2 separate regions of the Mus musculus genome follow, and region 1 is linked to region 2. Evidence: chromatin contacts called from public Hi-C data. All regions are on one chromosome and are shown on one strand. Each heading gives the region's core, a stretch centred on a gene start, on an enhancer-like site or on the middle of the called end of the contact. The rest is flanking DNA. Distances are from core to core; before and after follow the strand shown. Region 1 overlaps Tmem72 (transmembrane protein 72). Region 2 holds the start of Depp1 (DEPP1 autophagy regulator).

Region 1 (7,423 bases), core at 2,026-4,525, 44 kb before region 2:
TTACCCTGAATGATCCCTGTGTGTCAGTTTTAAAAAATGAAGCTTTTCCAGGCCTGTTCTGCCCTGTGCCTGGCAGGGTACAGCGAGCATGATGCAGCCAAATCCCAGTATGTTTATTCTTTGTGTAGTGTGCAGTGTTCCATCCACACAGTGATCCTGGGGTGATGGCTCTTGTACTGTACTGTTACTTGTACATTAAAGACTTCCCCCAAATTCCAAAGACTTCCATCAGCTTCCCTTTCCTGTTGGTCAAAACCATGGCTGAAAGCACACATGGGTTGCAAGAAGCCTGTGGACCCTCTGGGGTGTCCCAAGGAAGCCTCCTAACCAGAGAACCTAGTGTGAGGACCCTGGGCTTCTGTGACTCCATCCCCTGCAGATACTCCATCAAGGGCTACTGCAGAGATCACAGATACTGCAGGGCTCAGCCCCAGGCTCCCACGGCCTTCTGCTGAGCTGGGACTTTGGGGTAATGATTTCTACTAACCTGATAATGCTGAACCCCATCCCCCAGGTGCCAGCCGGGGTCTCTGGCACACAGAGCGAAGGAGAGGGCCCACTGGCTGGGCTGCTTCCAGAAGTTCCTCGCCTACATGCTGCTGTCAGTGGCCTGCTTCCTCCACCCTGTCCTGGTCTGGCATGTGACCATTCCAGGTAGGAGCACCAGGGGTAGTGGACATATGTGGGTCCTTCACAGATGTGACCTAAGTAGGAGGAGCAGGTTCTGTCTCTCAGAGTCCCTACCAGCCTGTCTACCCTCTCTGACCCAGTATGTGAGCATGACTGTCAGATGTCCACTATGCTGACCAAGCAGTGGGAACATCCTGAGGTGAAGCCCTCCTGGACGTAGCCATCCAGAGGTTGGACCTTTGACCGGGACTCTGAGTTGTCTTCTCTCTGGCCACTTTCAAAGAGTGAAATGGCTAATCCTCAGCCCAGACCCTTGCATATCTCCTGGCTACCTACCCACTCGGCTGTAAGCTCCAGGCTTGGGTTAGGAAGGCACACTAAACAGCATGTCAGCTTATCTTCTGTTCCTCCTCCTAGTGCCTTGCAGGGTGGCTCAATTTCTAACCCCAGAACTGACATCCATCCCCACCTCTACATTTCTGTCTCTTACCTTCTTTTCTACAACCCTCCTTTTGATTTCTCTTTATTTATACATACACTGCCCTCCCAGGGCCCATCAGAAAGACCAAAAGAGCCCCTGACTAAACTGAAGGAGACTAAGCTCTCCTCTTTAGCAAATGTGCCACGGCCCCTGAAGAAAGTAATAGAAGGATCCACCCTGACACTGAGTGAACCACAAGCCCTGCCCTCTGAAAAGGCAGACTGAAGAGACCCTAGGACTGGTGGGCACTGGTGGTCAGGTTCCTGGCTTCTGCAGACCCTGTAGCAGAGTCTACAGGCTAGCCCAGATGATTCATGAGCAGTAGTCTCTGTGCCACTGAACATGAGAAATTCACATCTCCCCAAGCTCACTGGGTGAGGACTAGGGGAATCTCCACATTTCTGAGAGTGAGAAGACATCCAACAAATCCAACATCCCCAGCAGAATCCATATCTAGCAAAGCCATCACACATGCCTGCCCTTGATAATCCACCCCAAGAGGGAAACTGAAGGTGTAATGAAGTCAATACCAAGACCAACTCTCCATATGGAGGGGATGTGGGGCACAGAGAGCAGACAGATCCCTTCCTTTGTACCCTGGCCCCCCACAGCACTGGTCCTCTTTGAACCTTTAAGCTGTGTCATGCCATCATATCAGCCCCAGAGTCTGGTGTGGGTGTGTGAAGGCTAGACCTATCAGGGTGCTGAGCATGGCTGTACAGTACAGTACAGCAGTGGTGCTTTTGATAGGCTTGCTCTACCTCTGATTTTCCTCCATGGCATGTCTGTCCAGTGTCTTGACCTCCCAGATCTTTTTCAGGCTCCATGTTAATCATCACTGGCCTGGCCTACTTCCTGCTGAGCAAGCGAAAGAAAAAAAAGGCTGCTCCAGAGGTGGCACCCCCCACAGAGCAGTACACAGACCCTTCCAGCAGCGTCGTGAGCACCACAGGCTCTGGGGACACTGAGCAAACCTATACTTTCCATGAGGCCTTCAAGGAGGGGCCTGGCTCCTTCTTTATCCACATGAAGAGCATCCTAAAGGGGACCAAGAAGCCACGTGTCCTGCAGACCCAAGATACCCTAATGGAACTGGCACTGGAGCCGGCTGACTCCTTGGCCAAGAAAAAGCAGGTACACTTTGAAGACAATGTGGTCAGAATCATCCCATCCCTCACTGAAGGTCTGGGTGATAGTGACAGTGAACCAGAAGAAACCAGCTCTGACACAACTCCCATCATCCCTCCCTCCCAGACCCCACACTTTCTGCCTTCTCTCATGGCCACTGACCTGTTCTGAGCTTCTTAGCTAGAGGTCTGCAGATGGATGGACCTGCCAGAAGAGTCCTAATAGCCACAGTCCCTGCAGAGAACTCAGGGTCTCCATTGGCCAGCTGTTCGCATCCTAGTGGTAGCTGGGCATTCAGAACAATGAGATAGTGTACCAAGCCAGATCTGTGGTGACCTCCAGCAAGGTACAAATGAAGCTTTGACATGTGTAATCAACATAGTCTCCTTGTCAAAAGGTGGGAAAAGAGACCATGGCTTCATTCTCCACAAGGCTGCTGACCCAACTTTCTAAGCCCTAAAGGAACAGAAGACATGAGTTCACCCTTGCACCCAACAAAGGGTTCAGCCTTCAGCAAGAACTCTATGGTATGTTTTGCTTGTGATACAACCTACTGGTGCCAAAGGCCCAGGGCTATATTAGCATCGTAAGCAAGATTGCTCAGGGTAGATATGAGAAAAGAAGATTCGGATCTCAAGTGAGAACAGCCTGGCAGTGGGCTACATTCTCAGCATACTCTGGGACTGGGCTCGGCAGCAGGCATTTCAGAATCACCAAGGAAAACAATACCACTCTGTGCTCACTGCCAGGAAAGCTGACCAGAAGAGCATCTCTCATTCCAGAAGGATAACTCAGGGCTTCCTGCCCTCCCCTCACTTACCCCCTATCCAACAGTATGAGCAGTGTTCAGAGTCCAAGTAGGTGGTATAGATGGTTCAATCTAAAAGGGTCTGAGAACCTGTGGCCATCTGTAGCAGAAATGGCTAGGACATAGCATGGAGTAGTCATTGTAGTTCAGGCCCCAAGAAGACTGCCCCAGAGAGCCACACAGCATAGGGAAGTACCTCTGCCATGCTTAGATACGTGGGAGTAGATCCTCTGTTAAGTAGATGATCACTCAAAATAGACAGGAGGGGAGGAAGCAGAGGGAAGGGCACAGGGGAGAGGGTAGCGAGCAGGCAGGCATGGCGGCATCCTGGAACTACAGAGGTGGCAGGGAATTTGAGTTAGATAGTTCTCAGTAAAAAGTTTAGCAAAGTATCTTTTCTAAATAGTATGTTTGGTCCACAGGATTACTGCCAGAAAAAAAAAATAATAAAGGCATGTTATTCCTCATAGCTGACCCCCAGTGAGCGAGCAACAGAAATTAAGAGTCCTATAGTTTGTGTCTGAGGAGGGGACCCACTTCAGGGCTCTCTGATGGGTAAGCCTCAAATCTTGTACTTTATAGTCTAGATAAGGAAGATGTTCACGGTACAATGATCAGCACCTATGACGTCGTTTTGTTTTGGTTTTGGTTTTGTCTTGCTTTGTTTTGTTTTGGAAATGTGTTGAAATGAGACACCCTAGAAGCTGGTATTAGCCTGGTGCTTAGCACAGCCAGCATCCCAGATGGACAGAACACTTTTTGAAATAGAAGATGCGTTGCTAAGACTGTGAGGAGTGAAGGCAGAAAGCAAGCTGGGGCCTGGAGTAGGTCTCATCCCTCAGGTCAAAAGATAGGCAGCTGATGGATGGCCAAGGGGGCTTTTCCAATGAAGGATGTTAGATAGTGCAGTCAGGGAAAAATAAAATATATGGAATATGGGGCATGGGTGGGTATGTCCTTGTTACTACGGGGATCTCACGGTGAGGAAGAACAAGAAAACACTACCATGATACCATGAATTTGTGTGAGGTGAGGCCAGTGCAGACCTAGGAGATGGTTCTTAACTCCAGATTGCAAGGCTGAAGGTCAGGGAGCAGAGCTTCCAGCCCGACTGAGGCCAGAGGCCAGAGGGAACAAAGCCCTTAACCAAGAGGAGCCAGGTCCTCTCCCTGTGTCTCTCTCTCTGTATTAGTTACTTTCTGTTGCTGAGATAAAATACCATGACCAAAAGCACTTAAGGAAGAAACAGTGTGTGTGTCTTACAGTTCTTACAGAGAGCTAGAGTCCATGATAACAGAGAAGACCTGGCATGCAGCAGGAGCTAGAGGCCAGCTGGCCACATTTCATCCACACACTGAAAATGAGGCCGAGTGGGGAGGGCAATCGTGACATGAGGCTGTGAACCTTCAAAGCCCACCCCTGGGGATGTACTTCCTCCAGTGAGGTTGCACCTCCTAACGTCTCCATAACTTTCCCAAACAGCAGCACCAACTAGATGGGTGACATTTCTCATTCAAACCACTGCAGTCTCTCATCAGCTTATATAGTGTTAGAAATCTTTGGTTCTTGGTTGGTTGGTTGGTTGATTGGTTGGTTGGTTGGTTGGTTGGTTGGTTAGCTTGCTTTGCTTTTCTTAAACATCCTTAATAAGATGTAGTTTGCTGTCATAAAATTGACCAAGTTAAACCATACAGTTAAGTGGATCTTAGTGTATTTCTAATCTGAGTTCATTATATGCATTCACATCTCAAGTTCATTATATGCTCATCCCACCCCCACCCCCCAAAAAAAGAAATCCAGCCCTGTAACCACTAAGACTCACCCCTCGCCTCCCAGTTTCTGTCCTATGAAACCACTAATCTGCTTTGTATCCTTGTAACTTTTACTGTCCTGAGCACGTCATAACTTGAATCAGGTAACTGGAGCCTCCACACACCCTGACCTGACTGCTCCCAAATGGGCACAGGCTGCACTGAGCAGCAGTTTCTGCATCTCCCAGGATAGGCTGATCCCACAGGAGTCTCCTTGGCTCTCTGCGTCTAGTTCTCTATTAAGTGAGGATTCAGCGATTTGTTTATTGCTACCAGCACCAGGGTGTTCTGAACACCCTTTTATTTATTTATTCTCTCCAAGATGTATTTACAATGTTTCTGAGGACTCAGTGTGAATTCTTCACATTCTGTTCTGAAAGAGGCCTTTCCCCAGGGCAGATCTCTGAGCTTTCCATTCTTTCTTTCTGGCCAAGCCCTCAGCAGCAAAGGATCTTGGGGGATACTTTTCCTAGATGGGTGAGCATAGGAGAGAGTGGGTCTTGATAGCCTTGGTTCATCCTTCCCAGTCTAAGACTCTAAGTGAGGCCAGCGCCATTAGAGGCGGCAGATCCTTATATTAAAACATGTTCTGTACCAAAAGCATCTTTTCCCTTATTCTTAACTATATCACAACGTCTACTGACTTCATGATACAAGTTGAGCGTGCCCAGAAATTTCTCTGGTCCTATCATTTAAACAGGTGCTACCCTGGGGGTGGAGAGGCTGCAGGTCAGCGCAGTCTCCCTAACAACTGCTTCCCTCAACGGCTTCCAGTCAGGTAAAGCCAGAGCACTGACTCCAGAGGAGTAAACAATTTCAAGACAACTGAGAGTGAAACCAAGTTATAGAGTTGATGGGATAAAGATGAGGATAGTACACCGTTCACGTATATGTGGGTGCTGGCAGAGAGAGGGGGATGGGGGAGGAGGTGGGGGGAAGGATATTACATAACTGATACACGGTGGTGATGGTGTGGGCTTCTCCAAAGGAGATCCCCCACTCCCCTACTTGAGTGGCTTCACAATGGCTATGTATTAGTCAGGGTTCTCTAGAGTCACAGAACTTATGAATAGTCTCTAAATAGTAAAGGAATTTATTGATGACTTACAGTCGGCAGCCCAATTCCCAACAATTGTTCAGTCGCAGCTGTGAATGGAAGTCCAAGGATCTAGCAGTTACTCAGTCTCACGCAGCAAGCAGGCGAAGGAGCAAGAGCTCGAGCTAGAGCTCCCTTCTTCCAATGTCCTTATATTGTCTCCAGCAGAAGGTGTAGCCCAGATTAAAGGTATGTTCCACCACACCTTTAATCCCAGATGAAAGGTGTAGCCCAGATTAAAGGTGTGTTCCTTAAACTCGGAGATTCAATCTTCTGGAATCCATAGCCACTGTGGCTCAAGATCTTCAAACCAAGATCCAGATAAGGATCTCCAAGCCTCCAGATAAGGGTCACTGGTGAGCCTTCCAATTCCGGATTGTAGTTCATTCCAAATATTGTCAAGTTGACAACCAGGAATAGCCACTACAATCCACCCCTTGTCAACTTGACACAAATAATATCTCATGTTCACATGAAACAATAACAAGGTTGTAAGTACGCCTAACATGATATAACTATCCCTCGTACAATCGCAAACGCATTAGTAAATTTACAATGGGCATTCATATTACTTTATAATCCTCGTTTCTGCAACTGGTTACGTGGCCTTAATTGGTATTTATAACTACCTTCCTCTACTACCCACTCTGTATTTCCTTCTCCTTCAGCCAGCACCTCAGCAGGTCTTGGCTCTTTTCCTGGAGGATTGACCCATACCTTCATTCCTGATGGGTCTGTGTCCTTTGTCATCCTGCTTGGATTAGGCTGTTGTAGTTTCCCATTGACTTTAATCACAGGACATGGTAGTACTAAGAGACGCCCTAAGGGATCTCCTACACTCCAGACATAATCTTGCTTACCACCATTGTGAAGAGGTAATCCAATTTCCCCATGGTAATCTGGATCTATCACCCCTCCTAACACTGTTATTCCTTTTTTAGCCTGTTGGTTTAAGGGCATTAGAAGCCCAAAATGACCAGGGGGAAGTCTGAGCTTCCAGTTCAATGGAATGTTTGTTGTAGCTCCTGGTAGGAGCACTCCCCTCTCTGGAGCCAAAACTTCTAGGCCAGCAGAACCTAGAGTTGTGGGGACAGGAAGCAAAAATTTTCCTAGAGGGTCACTAGGAGTGATAGTAAGTGGAACTATTCCGTTTTCCACCCCTTGATTCCTGGACCCATGAATCCTGGCTATGGGTGAAACTGTACCATATATCGAGCGCTGATTCAAAGCATATACTGCCTTCTGAAGAACTCTGCCCCAGCCTTCCAAGCTGTTACCACCTAATTGGCGCTGTAACTGCGTCTTCAAAAGGCCATTCCATCTTTCTATCAGCCCAGCTGCTTCAGGATGATGGGGAATGTGGTAAGACCAGTGTATTCCATGATCGTGGGCCCACTGTCGTACTTCTCTGGCTGTGAAATGAGTTCCTTGGTCAGAAGCAATACTGTGTGGAATACCATGACGATAGA
Region 2 (6,636 bases), core at 1,093-3,592:
CAGTAATACATCTGCTGAGACCTCATATCTTTTGTTGGGCCTCTGGAAATATATGCCTGAAGGTAGAGCATAGAGGCCAGGCCCTTCCTTGGATGCTTTTAAGACAGTGTTTTTCAACCTGAGTCACAGCCCCTTTCGGGGTTGAACGACCCTGTCACAGAAGCCACCTAAGAGCACTGGAAAGCTCAAAGATTTACACCATGATTCGTAACAGTAACAAAATTGCAGTTATGAAGTAGAAACAAAAATCATTTTATGGTTGGGGGGTCACACAACATGAGGAACTGTATTAAAAGGTCACAACATTAGGATGGTTGAAAGCCACTGCTTTAGGGGCCTGAGACCCTTTTCCTTGGTCCTTTGCCCTTGGTTTCTCATGAGACTGTGGCAGCCACCCAGAGTACAGCCCGCATCTCCTCATTAGAGCAATCTGGGAGGTGGTCACTCCACCTACACTCACTTTAGTCATGATAAAACCAAGACATAGAGGACACTGAGTCGCTTCAAAGTCACGGGCCAGCCAGACACAAAAGGTACCAGTCAAAGTCGCATTGTGGGAGCTAGACTGTCATCGCTCTTTAGAGGATGGGTCTCACTAGGAATTGCCCAGTCCCTGCAGACCTGCCAGGAAGTGTCCACCACAGGAGAGGAAAGCTAGAGAGAGCACAGGGGCCCACCATATCCTTTATGGGTTTTTCCTGGGGTAGGAGTTAGAGTTCATGGATCACTGGGAGGTGCAAATAGAGAGTACCTAGGATACTGCTGGGGCGAGAGCTGGAGACGGACGCTAAGGCCCGGCAGGACTTTCTAGAAGTCCAGCTTTTCAGGTCGGAGGTCTGGTGCCTGGGCCCTGGTTTTCTTCCCAGAGAGTGCTCAGGTACCCTGGCCTCACAGAGTCTCCCCGTGTCCTTGCCCATCTGTCTGGGCACATCCCAGGGATCTGAAGAACCAGTCCTGTTGGGTCGACCTCTCCCATCTGCCTGCTCTCCCTGTGACTTCCCAAAGAGCCAGTCCAGAGGGTTGTCAGTGCCGGGAGAGGGCAGTGTGGGCTGCAGGCTGCTGACGCAAAGAGAGCTGTCTCCTGGAGACTCGGCCTGGCGCCTCTTCTCTCGAGTCCAGGCTGGCCGGGAGGGTCTGTTGGGACGGCTCTGGGCTGTGACCTTGTCCAGCACTGAGGTGGGCTGTGCCAGCTGACAGATACACCTGACGTAGTCATCCAGGCTGGGGGACGCTGGGGGTTCCTGCCCAGCTGCCCCATGTGACAGCTCTTCTGACATTTCCCGAATCGTTGGCAAATGGGGCACGGGCAGCAGAAGCCGGGACCTCATAGCTGCTAATAAAGCAAAAGCAACCTGTTAGCCAAGAGGAAACCAGTGGCGAGCCCGCCATGCCACCCTGACACCCTCCTACTTCCTCTCCCTCATCGGAGATGCTACACGGGGCTCGGGTACCCAGAAAACAATAAGAAACCTGCAGATCTGAGACCAAGGCTCACCCCCCTGCCCCCACCCGCACTCATCCTTCCAGCTACCACCAAAGTACCCAGCTCACTAAGGCTTCATCATTAGTGTTGTTTAAGAATAGCCAGATAGTCGGGGCTCAGTGGTAAGGGTACTTATTCTTGCAGAGAGCCTGAGTTCAGTTCTTAGCACACACATAGTGGCTCTAGCCATCTATAAATCAAGTTCCAGGGGTCTGACTGGCATGTGTGTAGCACACATACATTAGTGTAGGCAAAATATCCATGCATATAAAATAAAATAAATTAATTAAAAATTTTAAAATGAAGAACGAACAGGTAAGAAAACGGGGGGGGGGGTATTAATGTGGGGTCAGAGAACACCTAGGTTTTAAACTCGTCTCTGCCACTTAATGACTTAGAGACTGGCAATGTCACCTCTCTAAACCTCTAATTACTTGTCTGAAAAATAGGGTTATAAACATCCCACTGGCAGGGATATATGGGGAAATTCACGGAGACATAGCTTTGACATCACAGCTCTCCTGTAAACACAAAGGCCTTGTATAAACACCTTATTATCATAGTGGTCGGTGGTACCCACCCCCCTGCTCTCTATCCAGTAGTCAGGCCGTGAAAGCTCGGGATGAGAGATGCTCTCAGAGATAAACTAGCCCCGTGTTTTAAAAGTGTCAAGCCAAAGGGTGGCTGCTCTTCTTACCTGTAAGTCAGCAGTCAGGGTGGCAGGAGTCTAGATGGGTAAAGACTGTCTCCTCTAAAGGAAGCCCCAGAGGCGGGCAGTCACAGCCGGGTCTCTAGCTCTTGGTCCCTGGGAAGAGGACAGTCAGGACGATGTGCTGTGGTTTCTTCCCCTGTGCGGTCTGGCAAACCCAACACACACTGCTGCTTTTACACGGTTCCTCCGGTCATCAATCATTGTCAGGAAAAGCTCAAAATAACAGCACTTTGGAAGGTTCTCAGGGGAAAGCACAGAGGGTGGGGCTTGGCCCAGCTGCCAGCCTGGAATTTGTGTATGTGCCTGCAGGAGGTTGGGAAATATTTACACTGTAGGGTGAGGTGTGGGGCAGCCACCTCACCTGACTTAGACAGCTTTACTATGGGTAGAGAGCAAAGCCAGCCTGGGGGTTCCTGGGACCTGGGGACTGCTGGAACCTGGGACCTCCATAGGACCCCCATGGGCTTCCACCCCTGTCTGGTATAGCACAGTATTTTCTACTATGGATTACCCCAGGACCTGTGATCCTGTGACACGCCAGCCTTGTGCTAAGTTTTGCTGAGTTCCAGGCCTACACTTATGATCATGATAACACATGAGGCTTGCAGGGTGAGGGACATCACCTTACACAAGTGCCGGGGCAGCTTGACAGTCTGTCTGACTTCTCTCATAACATCTCAGATACTTTCAAGGAGAAATTTGCTTGCCCGTTGTTGGCCAGGCATGTGCCAGTGACTGCTAATGGCATAGCAAATACTGTGGACAAATCACCACGTATGATGCCTGTTTCCCAGTGAGAAGGATTATGGAGTCATCAGTGGGCAGGCGCAGTGACTCAGCACTCAGGATGGCTGCAAAATAGAGCGCCGAAGGGCTGTGGAGCAGCAGAAGAGGGGGTGGTCCAGGTCAGGTGGGCCAGATGATACCAAAGCAAGGGCAAGGCACTATAGGTTTGAGTAAGGAGCTGTAGTGTGGCTTCTGCCAGATGCCATGCTCGGGCAAATGACAGCAGCTGTGAGAAACCAGGGGACTCCAAGGGTGATACCAACACAGTGGCAGCTGAAGGCAAGATGGACAGCCCTGGGAAGGAACCGGCTTTGCGTTTCTCAGGCCTCAGCGCCTCTGCTCACCTACCCTCAGAAGCGGGAGGAAGAGGAGTTACAGAGGGAACAGTACGTTCAGGTCTGATACATGAGGGCTGGACAGACACTAGCCTCCTGCAGCATGGTGAGCTGCTGGTCTTGTGTCTATGCATTCCAAGTGTAGCATTAGAGTCATGGGTAAAGGCATGGGGACATTGGAGATACTGAACAATGCTTAAGTCAGGTGACAATTCCCAACTTACACCTGAATGATTCCACAGGACTCCAGCCTTTTGCCTGACTGTTTAGGCAAACACTGTGAGGCCGTATCAGGAAGCTGTGTGTGGTTTTGATAGCCTTAGACTCTTCTCTCTGTGGTCAGTGAGGTGTTTGAAACTAGGCATGACTGTTAGCCGACCATGAGATCCACACTGTGAGTGGGGGTGAGGCCATCCCCACGTGAAGGTTCTCATGACATCCCTGTTTTCACGGGGGCTTTCCAGGACAATGAAGAGAGAGGAGACTCCATGGGGCAGTGGGTGGGGCATGATTTCACTTAAGTGTAGTGTGGAATCCAAAATAACTCAAATGCATAGAGGCAGAAAGAAGGAAGATGGCTATCAAGAGTGGTAGGGAAGAAAGAGAAGTAGGGACCCCAGTTCTTCCAGATGAATGAATCTTAGAGATCCACGGGGCAGCACCAGGCCCACTGCAATCCCCTGTGCTGTACGTTTAAGTAGCCATTAAGTATGTGAGTCTTCAGACCTCACTTAGCACACCCTTCACCACCATGCCTTAGCATCACTCCATAGCAGAGACCTAATCGCAGGCTTTGCTTAGCTTCCTGTTCCATGGATTAGGAAGCTTGGCTGAACTCTTAATTAGACCCCACGTCATCACCATCATCCGTTGTGTTCTCAAACATCTTCAGTGTGCGTGTTAGCCATCATGAATCATGGTTAGTAGGCCTATCCATGCCACCATCCAAGATGGGAACTGTGTGGCAAATAGATATGAAAAGAGATTAGTTACGGTTTAAGCGGTAACTGGATGTAGAACATCACTGAATAAATACCCAAAGAGAAGAGAAGAGAAAAGAGGTACGGGGAGAATAGGGGTACATGTGGGACTCTTATATTAAATGTTCTTGGCCCAAGACGTATATGTAAATAAATAAAATATAGGGTGAGAGCCATGAGAGAGTGAGGCTGGAGTCTCTCAGTGGTGCCAGAGGTTTCAGGTAGGTCCCGGACAGTACAGTTGCTCATGGAGTAATCATAGAGTACAGGGAGCCTAGAGAGTCCCATGAAGAGAGAGAGGCTGGAAATACGTCAGAGACAAAGAACCAAGGACCGAAGAAGTTTGAGCCAGAGTCAGGAGGGTGCCTGTGGGGTGGAATACTGTGGGTTGAGTAGCAGTCCTTTCATTTGGAGACCTAAGGAAGTCGGAGAAGGCTGAAGGTTCAGTATGAAAATAGCATGAAATACTCATGATAGACCATGGAAATGTCCCAGAAGTGTTAGGCAAACCAGCATCCACCATTAGGGGAAAAAAAAGGCAGTTGGCATTGCCACTGATGGATGTGTGGAGAGAAAAACAAGGCAGGGAACACAGACAGTAGGATGTCCAGTAGAGCCTGGTGGCTATGGGATTCTCTGTCCCAGTGCCCTTTGAGTCAAGGAGCCTAGCCCAGTACAAGTGTCCAGGCATGCCTCCCCCCGCTCGTGCTTCCTCCCGGCAGTGTAGACGTGCCTGCCAGACACTTGCGGTGTCCTAGGGGACACCTGACTCAGCAGCTCCATGCTGGCCTCCGCCCTGCCTTTGGCCGGGCCTGGACTTAGCAGCGGAAGGAACACCTCATGTGTCCTCCTGCTGGTCCCTGCCCTCGTGCACTGAAGCATGCACACACAGCTCGCTCTTCCCTGGGAGGGTTGGGGGGCTGAGCATCGTGTTCCCGAGCAGGTCACAAAGAGGAAGGACAGACATCTTTAGGGAAGCTTCTGGATTTTTGAAATGACTGACCTGTGTTTCTCCCACAGGAAGAAGGGACTCTGATCATCGAAGGACTCCTCAACATTGCCTGGGGACTCAGACGACCCATCCGGCTGCAGATGCAGGATGATCGGGAGCGAGTGCACCTGCCGTCTGCCACATGGGTGCCTGAGAGGCTCAGCTACCTCCAGTGAGTGTCTGGCAGGTAGAGTGGAGCCAGGGACCTCCGTGATGTCTATTATCATGGTGCACCACATTATATGTGGAGTTCTCTGTCCCAGTGGGTACCCCAGCCTTGGGGTAGACGCTTCACTGCTGTATGGGGCTTAGGAATGGAGCGCAGACCAAACCCCTCTCCTGTTCAGTGGTTACCTCAGTCCTTTCTGGCCTTACCCACTGCAACACACAACCTTACTTAGGGTGCCCTCCCTGGGATGATATGACCTTTGCCCCTCCTCCAGGAGAATAATTTCATGCTCCCAACACCTGCTTTATGGTGCTGGGGACAGAACCCACGCCTAAGTGCTATACTAATGAGCTATGTCCTCAGCCTACTGGGATCTCCTTGAAAGGAAATTTTAGGGATTCATCCAAATTTATTTTCGCTACTGCTTCACATTAGTGACAGATTCTGTTTGCATCAATTTACCAGAATTTAAAATCCGATTTATTTTACCATCAGGACAAAGGCAGTTAGTCTGAGTTTTGCTTCTTTGCGCAATGATTCTTCAGAGGCACACATTCAGAATTTTGTCCTTGCCAAATATGCAGATAAGATGGGCATGGTGATGTAAGTTTGCCTGAGATTACAACCCTCAGTAAACTGAAGGGCAGAGGAATTCTGAGTTTGAACCCAGGTCAGGCTCACATACAGAAACACTGTTTTAAAAACATATATGTGAAGGAGCTGGAGAGTTGGATCAGAAGTTGCAGCTGCTCTGACCTTAGTTCAGTTTCCAGCATGCATACAGTGGTTCAGAGCTGCCTATAACTCTATTTCCAGGGATTCCAGTGCCCTTTTCTGTCCTCCATGGGCTCCTGCAAAATGTGGTGCATATAAACTTACCTACCTGAGTACACATGCACACTCAATAGATGATAGATAGATAGATAGATAGATAGATAGATAGATAGATAGATAGATAGATAATACATGTGGGTGACACAGTAGCTCTTACCCCAGGTGTCCCTGGTCACTGGTACACAACTTTGAGCAACATGACTTAGAACATAAAGACTCCTTGGAAAGGTTGCAAGTATGACTCATGCTTCCCACGCCAACCCCTGTCAAGGTAGAGGCAGTCCTACTAGCCATCCCTCGCCCAGCCCATGTTCACAGTCTCTCTACTGAATGCTATCTCCTCTCA

The links. A called contact is a pair of places that touch in the nucleus more often than the background predicts.
Region 1: a Hi-C map of bone marrow-derived dendritic cells shows a contact between it and region 2, with 4 times the contacts expected there. The contact joins the enhancer-like site here to the promoter of Depp1 in region 2. A contact is called at or near these places in 7 of 39 promoter capture datasets (the C10 cell line, cancer-associated fibroblasts, embryonic stem cells and 3 more), 7 of 15 datasets of contacts at CTCF or cohesin (embryonic stem cells, hippocampal excitatory neurons, large pre-B cells and 2 more), 181 of 484 Hi-C or Micro-C datasets (the 63-12 cell line, the AML12 cell line, the AtT-20 cell line and 94 more), 27 of 115 datasets of contacts at active chromatin or transcription factors (the HPC-7 cell line, the NIH/3T3 cell line, Th17 cells and 14 more) and 7 of 9 other capture datasets (adipose tissue, embryonic stem cells, embryonic tail and 4 more).

The regions. Positions count from the first base shown.
Region 1 is chr6:116,690,038-116,697,460 of GRCm38.p6, reverse strand. It overlaps Tmem72 (transmembrane protein 72), which reads left to right. Exons shown (of 5, transcript NM_178768.4): 4 at 515-654; 5 at 1,932-4,736. The coding sequence ends at 2,410. Among named protein-coding and RNA genes, the nearest start is that of Rassf4, 20 kb to the right of the region's middle. Within about 2 kb of position 3,275, at least 54 of the 459 cell types and tissues checked have an H3K27ac peak or open chromatin away from gene starts, as enhancers often do. A contact at or near this core is called in the 63-12 cell line, B cells, the C2C12 cell line and 19 more, where this site is marked.
Region 2 is chr6:116,646,390-116,653,025 of GRCm38.p6, reverse strand. Depp1 (DEPP1 autophagy regulator) reads right to left here and starts at 2,342. Exons shown (of 2, transcript NM_145980.2): 1 at 2,181-2,342; 2 at 179-1,333. The coding sequence starts at 1,328. The coding sequence ends at 711. Rassf4 (Ras association (RalGDS/AF-6) domain family member 4) reads left to right here. Exons shown (of 11, transcript NM_178045.4): 4 at 5,317-5,459.